Regions from separate parts of the Mus musculus genome. Here region 2 is linked to region 1. A link is a contact called in public HiChIP or PLAC-seq data. All regions are on one chromosome and are shown on one strand. Each heading gives the region's core, a stretch centred on a gene start, on an enhancer-like site or on the middle of the called end of the contact. The rest is flanking DNA. Distances are from core to core; before and after follow the strand shown.

Region 1 (4,497 bases), core at 294-2,793:
CCTGTTTGTTGAGAAGGAAGCAAGTGCTCCAGGCTATGCCATGGGCTCCTGGCAGAACCTCTCTGGGGTGGAGAATGTCCCTTGGCAAGGGAACCTGGTGGGAGGGGCTTTGCTGGGAGAGCTCCTGGGTGATGACCTCTAGGGCTCTCAGATAGCCCCAGATGAGCAGGACCTGACTGGCACCTTCTGCCCTCTGCCTGGCTTTTACTATAGCATACCGTGGTTGGTCTGGTTTGTTTTCCTCAGTATCTGGGATCATCTCGCTGAGGGCTTCACACACGCGATGCCAGGCAAGCAAACACTCTGCCATTAAGCAACATTCCCTGGCTCCTTTTTTTGTTTTGTTTTTCTTGATTTTTGTTGTTGTTGTTGTTGTTGTTGTTGCTTTTTCTTTTGAGGCAGGGTCTCACTAGGTAGCCCTGGCTAGCCCAGACATTGTGATGCAGATTAGGCTAGCCTCAAACACTTCAGCAGGCTTCTGCTTCCTGAGTGTGTGTGTGTGTGTGTGTGTGTGTGTGTGTGTGTGTGTGTGTGTGTGTTGGGGGGATTAAACTGGGAGCCACCATTCAGGGTGTCCTAATGTTTTCATTTGGATACAAGTTCTCCACAGGCTCCCCAAGCTAGCCTTGAGTTTACACTACAGTCCATTCTCCTGCCTCAGCTTCTCAGGTAGCTGGGATCACAGGCCCGTGCCACCAGGACTGTCTACTTAGTTTATGCATCCAGTTAATCTGTTTATTAGTTAATTAATCCCCAGCTAGACTGTAACCCTCAGAGGTCCTAGTCTCTCTGGTTCCTTACTGAGAAGGATGCTGATCTCTCATGGGATGGAGAAAGGAAGGAATGAAGAAACTTAGGCTGTGGAAGACAACAGCTAAGTGGGGGAAAGTTCAGTGGGAGGGTAGTTACTAAAGGCAAGCCAAAGAGACAACTCTAGGCGGCTGAGAAGAACGAGAAGTACTTTAGAAACGAGAAGGAACAGGGGCCACCACGTATAGTCATGAGACCTCAAAGCTCAACGGTACCTTCTGCAGTTGTTCAGTTTTCCACATGGACAACAGTCTGTGGTACTCCCCACAGATGGGGAAGAACAACCTTGGCCTCAGCAGGCTCTGAGGTGGAAAAAAAAATGCATGGGTTAGGGGCAGGCTCAAAGGTGTCTTCAGTAGGAGAACAGGCTGTACCCTCTGTGAGGGTGCCACGTGGTTATGGTTAGCAGTTTGCCATCCGGTGTTGTCTCCAAAGACAGTTGTCCGAGGGGGTGGGGGGGAGCAACTGGTGTGCTGTTAGAATCTCTGGTACCTGCTGTGCTCAGTGGACGGGTAGGGAAATCACCCGACACACCCCACAGACACCCACCAAATGCTGGGGACCAAGATAATGGTAACCGCCACGGGGAGGGCTATTTCCTGAGCTGGTGGGGTAATGGAGGTTGGGGACATGGTGTTCTGAGGTCTCAAACTGAGGCCTCAGTGGGGACCTGTTCCAGCTGCACCACTCCTCCCAGTCCTACCGGCTGGGCACAACAACAATGTCCTGGTGGCTTTGGCTGTCTGGATGAGTCACCTTGCCCACAGTGAGCCCGACTGGCGATGTTATCAGTAGCCTCGCTTGCTTCATCCTGGGTGACATCACCCACCTCTGCCTTCTCCTTCTCGGCACTGAACCATAGCCTAAATGCCCTGGCATATCCTGGGCAAGCTGGCCTGTAAGACCACCAGGGCATCTCCACAGGGGCCCTAAGAGGTCCTCGTGGAGGCTCAGCCCAGCCCTGGTTTTGCTGTGCAGGTCCCTGCCTACCAATAGGGATTAAACATAGAAGGCTCTTTTCTACCATGTGCCATAGTTACCCCCTCTCCTTTCTCAGCCGAATATCTCCTAGGAAGGATGCCAAATTGCATTCTTGGATGGAAGCCCTGAATCCCACACATTGTGGCCTGGGCCTGGGTTCCCCAACTTCTGCCTGTTGTTGGCCTGGTGTCCCTAGAGCTTCTGGGATGGGGTCGTTGGGTCTCTTAGCTCACCTAGGCTCAGACTGTGGCATGGCAGCTTCTTGGGGGCTGAGGGTCAACCCTGTATCTGTTGCCTTCTTGTCCTTGTTCTCAAAGGTAACCTGTGGATGTTGCCATATAAGGACCAGAGGATGAGCAGAGCAGTGACCATGCACACACAGGACTTCATAGCAGAGGCAGGATGGAAGGGTGGTCCCCGGGCGGGTCCCCACCCGTCTTCTCTATCCAGTGGAGCTGGATAGCAAGAGATGGCTGAGAGAGCATCATATGAGGCACACCCCCCCCCCCCCCATCTCCACCTCGTGCCAGGAGGCTACCTGAGCTTGGCAGGTCAAGGAGTCAGGGGGAATGTGAGTGGAGGGGCAGGGAGAAATGTCTGCCCACCGAGGGGACCCCATGAGACAGCACCTCAAGTTTAGACTTTTAAACAGCATCCACTTTCCCTTCAGTTATCCGGAACAAAAGAAATTGTTCCTTAGGTGGAAAAGGAAACCACAAAAGCAAGAGAGCCCACCACTAAGGTCATATCGTCTTCACCATCAGCTGAAGAGCAGAGCCCCAGAGCCGCCGGGTGCACTGGAGCCGGCCCTAGGAGCCAGCAGCTCTGCCCAGCACGCAGTCCGCCTCTGCCTCCTGTCTCTCCTGCAGCATCCCTGACTTCAGTGCTCTGTTGTCACACACAGCCAGTGCTAGGCAAGCATTGTGGTGATAATAGAGAGGTTGAGAAGGCATGGGAAGAGGTCAGTAGGAGAGTTTCAGAGAGGAGACTACTCCTTAGTTGGGTTAGGGCCAGCTGACTAGGCCCCCAAGCTCTTAAGTACCCTTCTGCCCTGAGCTGAATTCTCGTCAACCAAGAGGCACACCTCACCTCTTCAGACTTGGTCACCACTACTAAACTCCCGCCTGTGGTCTGCCTAAGACCTCCAAGTTCTAGAACATAGCCTAGCCAGCTCTCCTGTGCCCCTTCCTTGGCTGCAGACCTGGTTCTAATCCTACTCAACCCTGATTGTCTTTGTTGGTAAGAGCACACCCTGGGGCTGCCTGTCTTTTGAATTCTTTCCCCTCTCTTAAGAAACAAAAAAACCAAACATTAATTTTATTTTACAGGACTATAGGTGTATAATACCATGCCTAGTACCTCTTAAAAATGCATTTTATTCTACTGTTATCTTGGGAAGACTTCTCACTAAATTGCCCAAGCACTCCTGGAGCTCAGAATTTCCCCTGCCTTAGCCTCTTGAATAAAGAAAAACTTATAAAGAAAAACTGGTGCGTGTTTCCAGTTTTTCCTGAGAGCTGCCGGTGGAACCCACAGTTCTGGTGTCCCTTCCTCAGGTGTGTGGTGCCCTGTTTTCCTGGCAGCTCCTGCCTTCCTCTCCAGTCGGACCTGGGTACTGATGGGCACCAGCAAGCCGGGTGCCAGTGGAAATGGCACTTAAGTCTGAACATGTACCTCTTTCCCCTGGCCAGCCCTTCCTCTCATGAACGTGGGGTTGACCACGCTAGCCTCTGCACCATGCAGTGTCAGCCTGGGGACAGGGTAGACTTGCCAACAAGGCCCAAAGGTTGCCCCAACCACATGGGGCTGACACACTGGCATGAAAGTCAACCTGCGTCTGCTGCAGGCTGTTGAGTCCCCGGTAGTTCTTTTGCATTCTCTGACCTTGGTCTCATCGTCTGCCAAGTGGTCAGCATAGTCCCTTCTCCTTCCTCAGAGGAGGGGGAAGGGTGGGTGGGTGAGCCTGGGAAGGTGCACACCCTGCTGAGCGCGGGCAGGCAAGCTCCCTGGGGTGGAACTAGGCTCAGAGTCTGTAGGCCTCACCATGTGGCGGCCTCCTCCCTCCCCAAGCCTGGGCCGTGTGACTGAGTTCACAGCGCCCCCTGCTGGCAGGCTCTCTCAGAAGCTCCCTGTGGGCAGCCCGAACCCCACATTCCTTCACAGATGGGGTCTTGCCCTCTGTACACCCATTTTAAATCAAAAGTGCCCCCCAGAAAGTCTAGGCAGCATGAAGTCCAGGCTGGGGGTGGAGTTGGGGAGCCAGCCGGGATTCCCAGGATAAAGTTTAGTAGGCTCCTGAGTCTTTGAAGTCTGCCAGTCCAAGCCCACATGGACTGGTGGGGGATATCACATAAGGGCAGGTTTGAGGAATGAGGAGCCCTACCTATGTACCCTGAGCCTGACCCTCATCAGATCTGCAGAAGGCAGAAGCAGAAGAAGGTAGGGCGGTCTTCAGCCCTGCCTGCATATCTCTGTCAGACCCTTGCTCCACATTGGTGGCTTTACCCACTGGGAAAGTCAGCAAACTCAGCCTCAGCCCCACCTTGAGCTCTTTTACTGCTGGTGAGACTTCCCTACACTGTGGTCTTCCCAAGCTGCTTGTATCTAGCCAAACACAAAATTCCCCCTCCTCCAGGAAGCCTTCCTAGATGGCCCCAGGCTTCAGGGATTTTCTCTGGCTCCAAGCTTTTTGCAGGACTTCTCACA
Region 2 (4,689 bases), core at 507-3,006, 200 kb before region 1:
ATTTTTCTTTTGGGTAAGACTGAAAATATTTTTCCTAAATCTCTAGGTCTAAGGGGGTCCAATATCTTTGTGTGGACATCCTTCCAAAGCGTTCTTCTTGACCTGGGAAAGAGTTCTTACTAAGGGAAACTGTGTGTCACAACTACAGAGAAAATCTTCTTCCCAGCTGTCTAAAACACTACTGGAATCTCAGAACTTTAGTTTCAAATGTTATTCATTATGGGAAAAAAAACAAACAAGTGGTGAATGATTGAGATGAAATATCAGGTGAACTATGAAAATTATATTTTGTCTCTGTCTCTGTAAGGGCAGGGAATCAGGCATTAGCATTTAAAAGCCATGCATCTCTTCATTATTGAAGAAGTAATTCTGAGTAATGAACGTGCACTGTGGACATAAATACTGCACATTCCCTTTCCATCCTTCTCTGGGGGACTTGTACATGCCATTGCCCAGCACTGTACATGCCATTGCCCAGCACTGTACATGCCATTGCCCAGCACTGTACATGCCATTGCCCAGCACTGTACATGCCATTGCCCAGCACTGTACATGCCATTGCCCAGCACTGTACATGCCATTGCCCAGCACTGTACATGCCATTGCCCAGCACTGTACATGCCATTGCCCAGCACTGTACATGCCATTGCCCAGCACTGTACATGCCATTGCCCAGCACTGTACATGCCATTGCCCAGCACTGTACATGCCATTGCCCAGCACTGAAAGGAATGGTGTGCATGCAAGCAGCCATCAGCCGCGGCTACCTCTGCATGCATGTGTCTGCCACATGCGGTGGCTGGGTGCTGCTGAAGGGGTGTGCAGCTGCCATTTTAGTTTAAAAATTAGCATCTGGGTAAGGCCTAGCAACCACGCAGCAGAGTGCGGGTGACTGCAGAATCATGCATCTCCTAAGGCCCAGCCCCAAGGGATCACATCGTCCTTCTCTCATGTTCTGTTGTGGCTTAATAGTGTCAGCATTTCTTCATGTGGTTTTGTTATGTCAGTCACAGTTAACTTACATACAATCACCGATTTACCTGCAGATACATGATATTTTTGTTTTGTTTTGCTCATCAGACCTGACAATGTGCAGTTTTTAGCTTAGCAAGTATCTACAGTTCTTATTCCTCACTCATTAATCCGAAGGAAGGATTTTTTTTTTTCAGTTTAGCTCCAAAACTCCAAAAGTCCTGATTCATTTATATTTGGTATATTTGAATGGAGAAACCCGTGACGAACTGAGTAGAGGATGTAAGTGCAGTTGTTAAGTCCTAGCTACCAATGCAAGTGGGCAGGAAAAGGCCAGTGCAGTTGGCAGGAGATCATTTGATGAATTAGAAGCAGGTTTAGGGGTCTAAAGAGAACCTGTTAGCCTGGACCATCACTGAATGCTTTGAGAATGTGAAGATGACATTCACAAATGTATATAGATTTTTTTTAATTTATTGGATGCAAACTTTCTTTTAATTATTTCTTCTATACATGCACACATTTTTCTAAAGGCAAGATTTGGGACAGCATTCAATGGAAAACATCTTTGCTGTAATAGCAGTGGAGTGAACCGTGCATGATAAATTTGAGCCCTAGGCCTGGAGAATAAAGGTGTGAGAGCAGTCAGTTGGCCCAGAGAGACTGAAGCATCTTCTCTGCTGTGCAGCTTATTTGGATGGAGAGTGAGGGTGGGGCTCTGTGAGCACGTGCAGGATGTTTGGTACAGGATGGAGAGTGAGGGTGGGGCTCTGTGAGCACGTGCAGGATGTTTGGTACAGGCAAGGCTCTGTTTCCTGTTTTGACACAGAGAACACTGGAGACAAACAGAGAATATACTTGCTCACAGAAGCTTTAAGTTCTCAGATGACCCTACCTGTCAGATTATAATAACCGGTTGCCGCTCATCTGGTGGGCACTGTGTTTTCCGTTCGTTACCTTATTTGAGCTCACAGTAGCCTTAAAAGGTAAGCAAATCTTAGAAAATCTGTTGACTTTCCCTAAGACCCTCACTAGTGAGAGTACTTGAATCTACACCAAGGCATGCTAGATTCCAGAACATGCTCTCAAGTCTCTGTTCTCAGTGTCATTCAGTATTGTAGACAAGGTAGTGGCCAGGGGTTGCCGTGGGAAGAAAGGGTAAATGAGATGCATCCTGCGAGCTTACACAGACAGGGCTGTGCGCTTGTAATAACTTCGTAGGGATGAAAGCAATGGCTCTGACCAGAGGTAGTGCAGCAAGGTTGACAAAAGAGCACACGCCCTGTTAGAATTCAGATGGAGAGAAATAAGTTATCCAATGGCCCCAGGGTCAACGCACATTCCAAAGGCATTCCAAATGAAGCAGCAATGAAGAGTTGTTTAATAGTGTAACTTGGAAACTATTGCTCCTCCCCTAGGCTTCAGAGGGACCCTGGAAGGTAGGGTTGTCTCAGTCATTAGTGGGCACCATTTTCCAAGAGCAGATAGCTGAGCTGTATGGAAAGCAGACCACAGTTGCTGGTATTTATGAGCAAGTTTAGTGAGGGGAAGTCTTGGGACATAGCTGAATCACAAAGTTTATTAGTGTTCAAAGTGGGATGAGAAACCACTTCTGTGGTTTTCTATTTTAATAGTCCTTGGATTCTATTGTTTGTTTGTTTGTTTGTTTGTTTGTTTGTTTGTTTTTCAAGACAGGGTTTCTTTGTGTAGCTTTAGCTGTCCTGGAACTCACGCTGTAGGCCAGGCTGGCCTCGAACTCACAGAGATCTGCCTGCCTCTGCCTCCCAAATGCTGGGATTAAAGGCGTGCACCACCACCATCTAGCCTAAATTTTCTAACATATTCCTGTCCTTGTCCCCAACAACTGTCAAAACAAACCTGCAAGTGTATTTTTGCTTAGTGTTTATATGTGTGTATACACATGTACATATATCTGTTTTTAACTGTAATCTAACTTCCTGCTTATGTAATTTATACTAGAAGATTGTAAAATTACTTTTGACTTGCTTCATGATGAATGCTATTAATTAAATTTTACTTTATAAATTTCCATCTTTAGCAAATGCATTGCTTTAAAATTTTTTTTTAAATTGCATCTATTTATTTTGTGAGTATATATGGGTTTGGGTACATACATGCCATAGCACATGTGTGAAAGTCAGTTCTCTCTTTGCACCAGGCTGGTCTGAGGGAACAAGCCTTAGAACTTGCTCTGTAGAGCAGGCTAGCTCTACATAATGATCTCTTCCTCTTAGGTTGTTGGGATTAAAACCGTGGACTAGCATGACGAGTAAACATGCATTACTGTTTTAGGATAATTTTAGTTCTGTTTATTAACACAATGGTATGAAAGGTTATGAGTTTAGTAAGTACCTAAGGCAGGAAAAAAAAAAGTGGAAGTTCTGACATTGTCCTACTTTCCCCTGTATAAATGCCATTTTGGAAAAGGTCGAGAGTAGAGGGAGGGCCATTCTTTAGTGTAAGGCTGCTGCTAATTGGAAACTAAATATCTATAATCATTTCATTGTAATTGAAAGGGAACATTTATATATAAGATCCCTTTTGGTAACATAAAACCCTATAACACAGGGTGTGAGTTGGGGCTGGGGACAGACTAGGAAGCTTCAAAATAATAGCTGTGCAATGTGAAATCATTTGCTAATTGCAAAGCATTTTCAAAATATTTTCTTTGTTGAATGAACTTCTGTCCCTATAGGCCAAGACAGATATTCTACTGTGTTTACCAATTACAGGTTAAATATTTAATTGTTTTAAAGGAAATAAGTAAGAAACTGGGTGAGTTGTCAGAGCCAAGTTAAAAGCTGGGAAGGAACTCACAGGTACCAACTGAAGCCTTGGCTGCCCTTCCCGTGTGTCCCGTCTGTGTCGTGTGCTGATAGGCTGACTGTGGTTTCCACTCAATGTCTACTCTTTCTCTCCTCTGTTGCCCTGTGTCCCAATCCGCCATTCTGTTCATACAGAAATGATTTTGTGTGTGTGTGTGTGTGTGTGTGTGTGTGTGTGTGTGTGAGAGAGAGAGAGAGAGAGAGAGAGAGAGAGAGAGAGAGAGAGACAGAGACAGAGACAGAGACAGAGAGCGAGCGAGCGAGCCGTGGTGAGTGTGAAAGTTAAGATGACAGCTTTGTGGAGTTTGTGAGTTTATGAGTTCCAGGTTACTAAGCATATGTGAAGGTGTCTTAACTGAGCCATCTCTCTGGCTCCAGAAATTACATCTGGTTTTATTCTTCTAATAAGGCACATCCTGAAATATTATAAACATTTCTTCCCATGACTACCCCTCTGTCTCTTTCACCTCCATGGCCATGGCCCCAACAGACCATATACAAATTCTTCTTAGCGCACTGTTTGCTGTTGAGGAAAGTTAAGAGGCCATCTCTTTGTCAGGTAGAACTCCTATCTTCTGTGCTTGCCTTGGCATCTAAGACAGCTCTGCAATCGAGTTGCTTTTCTAAGTGGATGAAGTAGCATGGAGTCTAGAGATGTCTAGTAAAGAACTTACTAAGCTCAGACCTTGCCAGATTGGTCTTCTTATAATCTGTGTTGTCTTCAAAACCTCTCTCAGCTTTACAGTCTCACTCAGCAAAATGGTGTGGCCTCTCAGGAGCTAAGTGTTTACAATGTTAGGAAGCCCTCAGCTGCCTGCCTTCCCTGTGCTCTGCAAAGCATCACAAAATGCCACTTGTCTCTGGCTGTCCC

The links. HiChIP or PLAC-seq counts read pairs in DNA pulled down with a chosen protein or histone mark.
Region 2: a Foxp3 HiChIP or PLAC-seq map of regulatory T cells shows a contact between it and region 1, with 13 times the contacts expected there. The contact joins two enhancer-like sites. A contact is called at or near these places in 6 of 484 Hi-C or Micro-C datasets (3T3-L1-derived adipocytes, CD4 T cells, CD8 T cells and 2 more), 2 of 115 datasets of contacts at active chromatin or transcription factors (both in regulatory T cells) and 1 of 9 other capture datasets (liver).

What each region holds. Positions count from the first base shown.
Region 1 is chr17:84,113,502-84,117,998 of GRCm38.p6, reverse strand. No RefSeq gene overlaps it. Among named protein-coding and RNA genes, the nearest start is that of Gm35551, 32 kb to the right of the region's middle. Within about 2 kb of position 1,543, at least 178 of the 459 cell types and tissues checked have an H3K27ac peak or open chromatin away from gene starts, as enhancers often do. A contact at or near this core is called in CD8 T cells, Th2 cells and regulatory T cells, where this site is marked.
Region 2 is chr17:84,310,793-84,315,481 of GRCm38.p6, reverse strand. All of the region lies in intron 28 of Thada (thyroid adenoma associated), which reads left to right. Among named protein-coding and RNA genes, the nearest start is that of Gm24492, 25 kb to the right of the region's middle. Within about 2 kb of position 1,756, at least 40 of the 459 cell types and tissues checked have an H3K27ac peak or open chromatin away from gene starts, as enhancers often do. A contact at or near this core is called in CD8 T cells, Th2 cells and regulatory T cells, where this site is marked.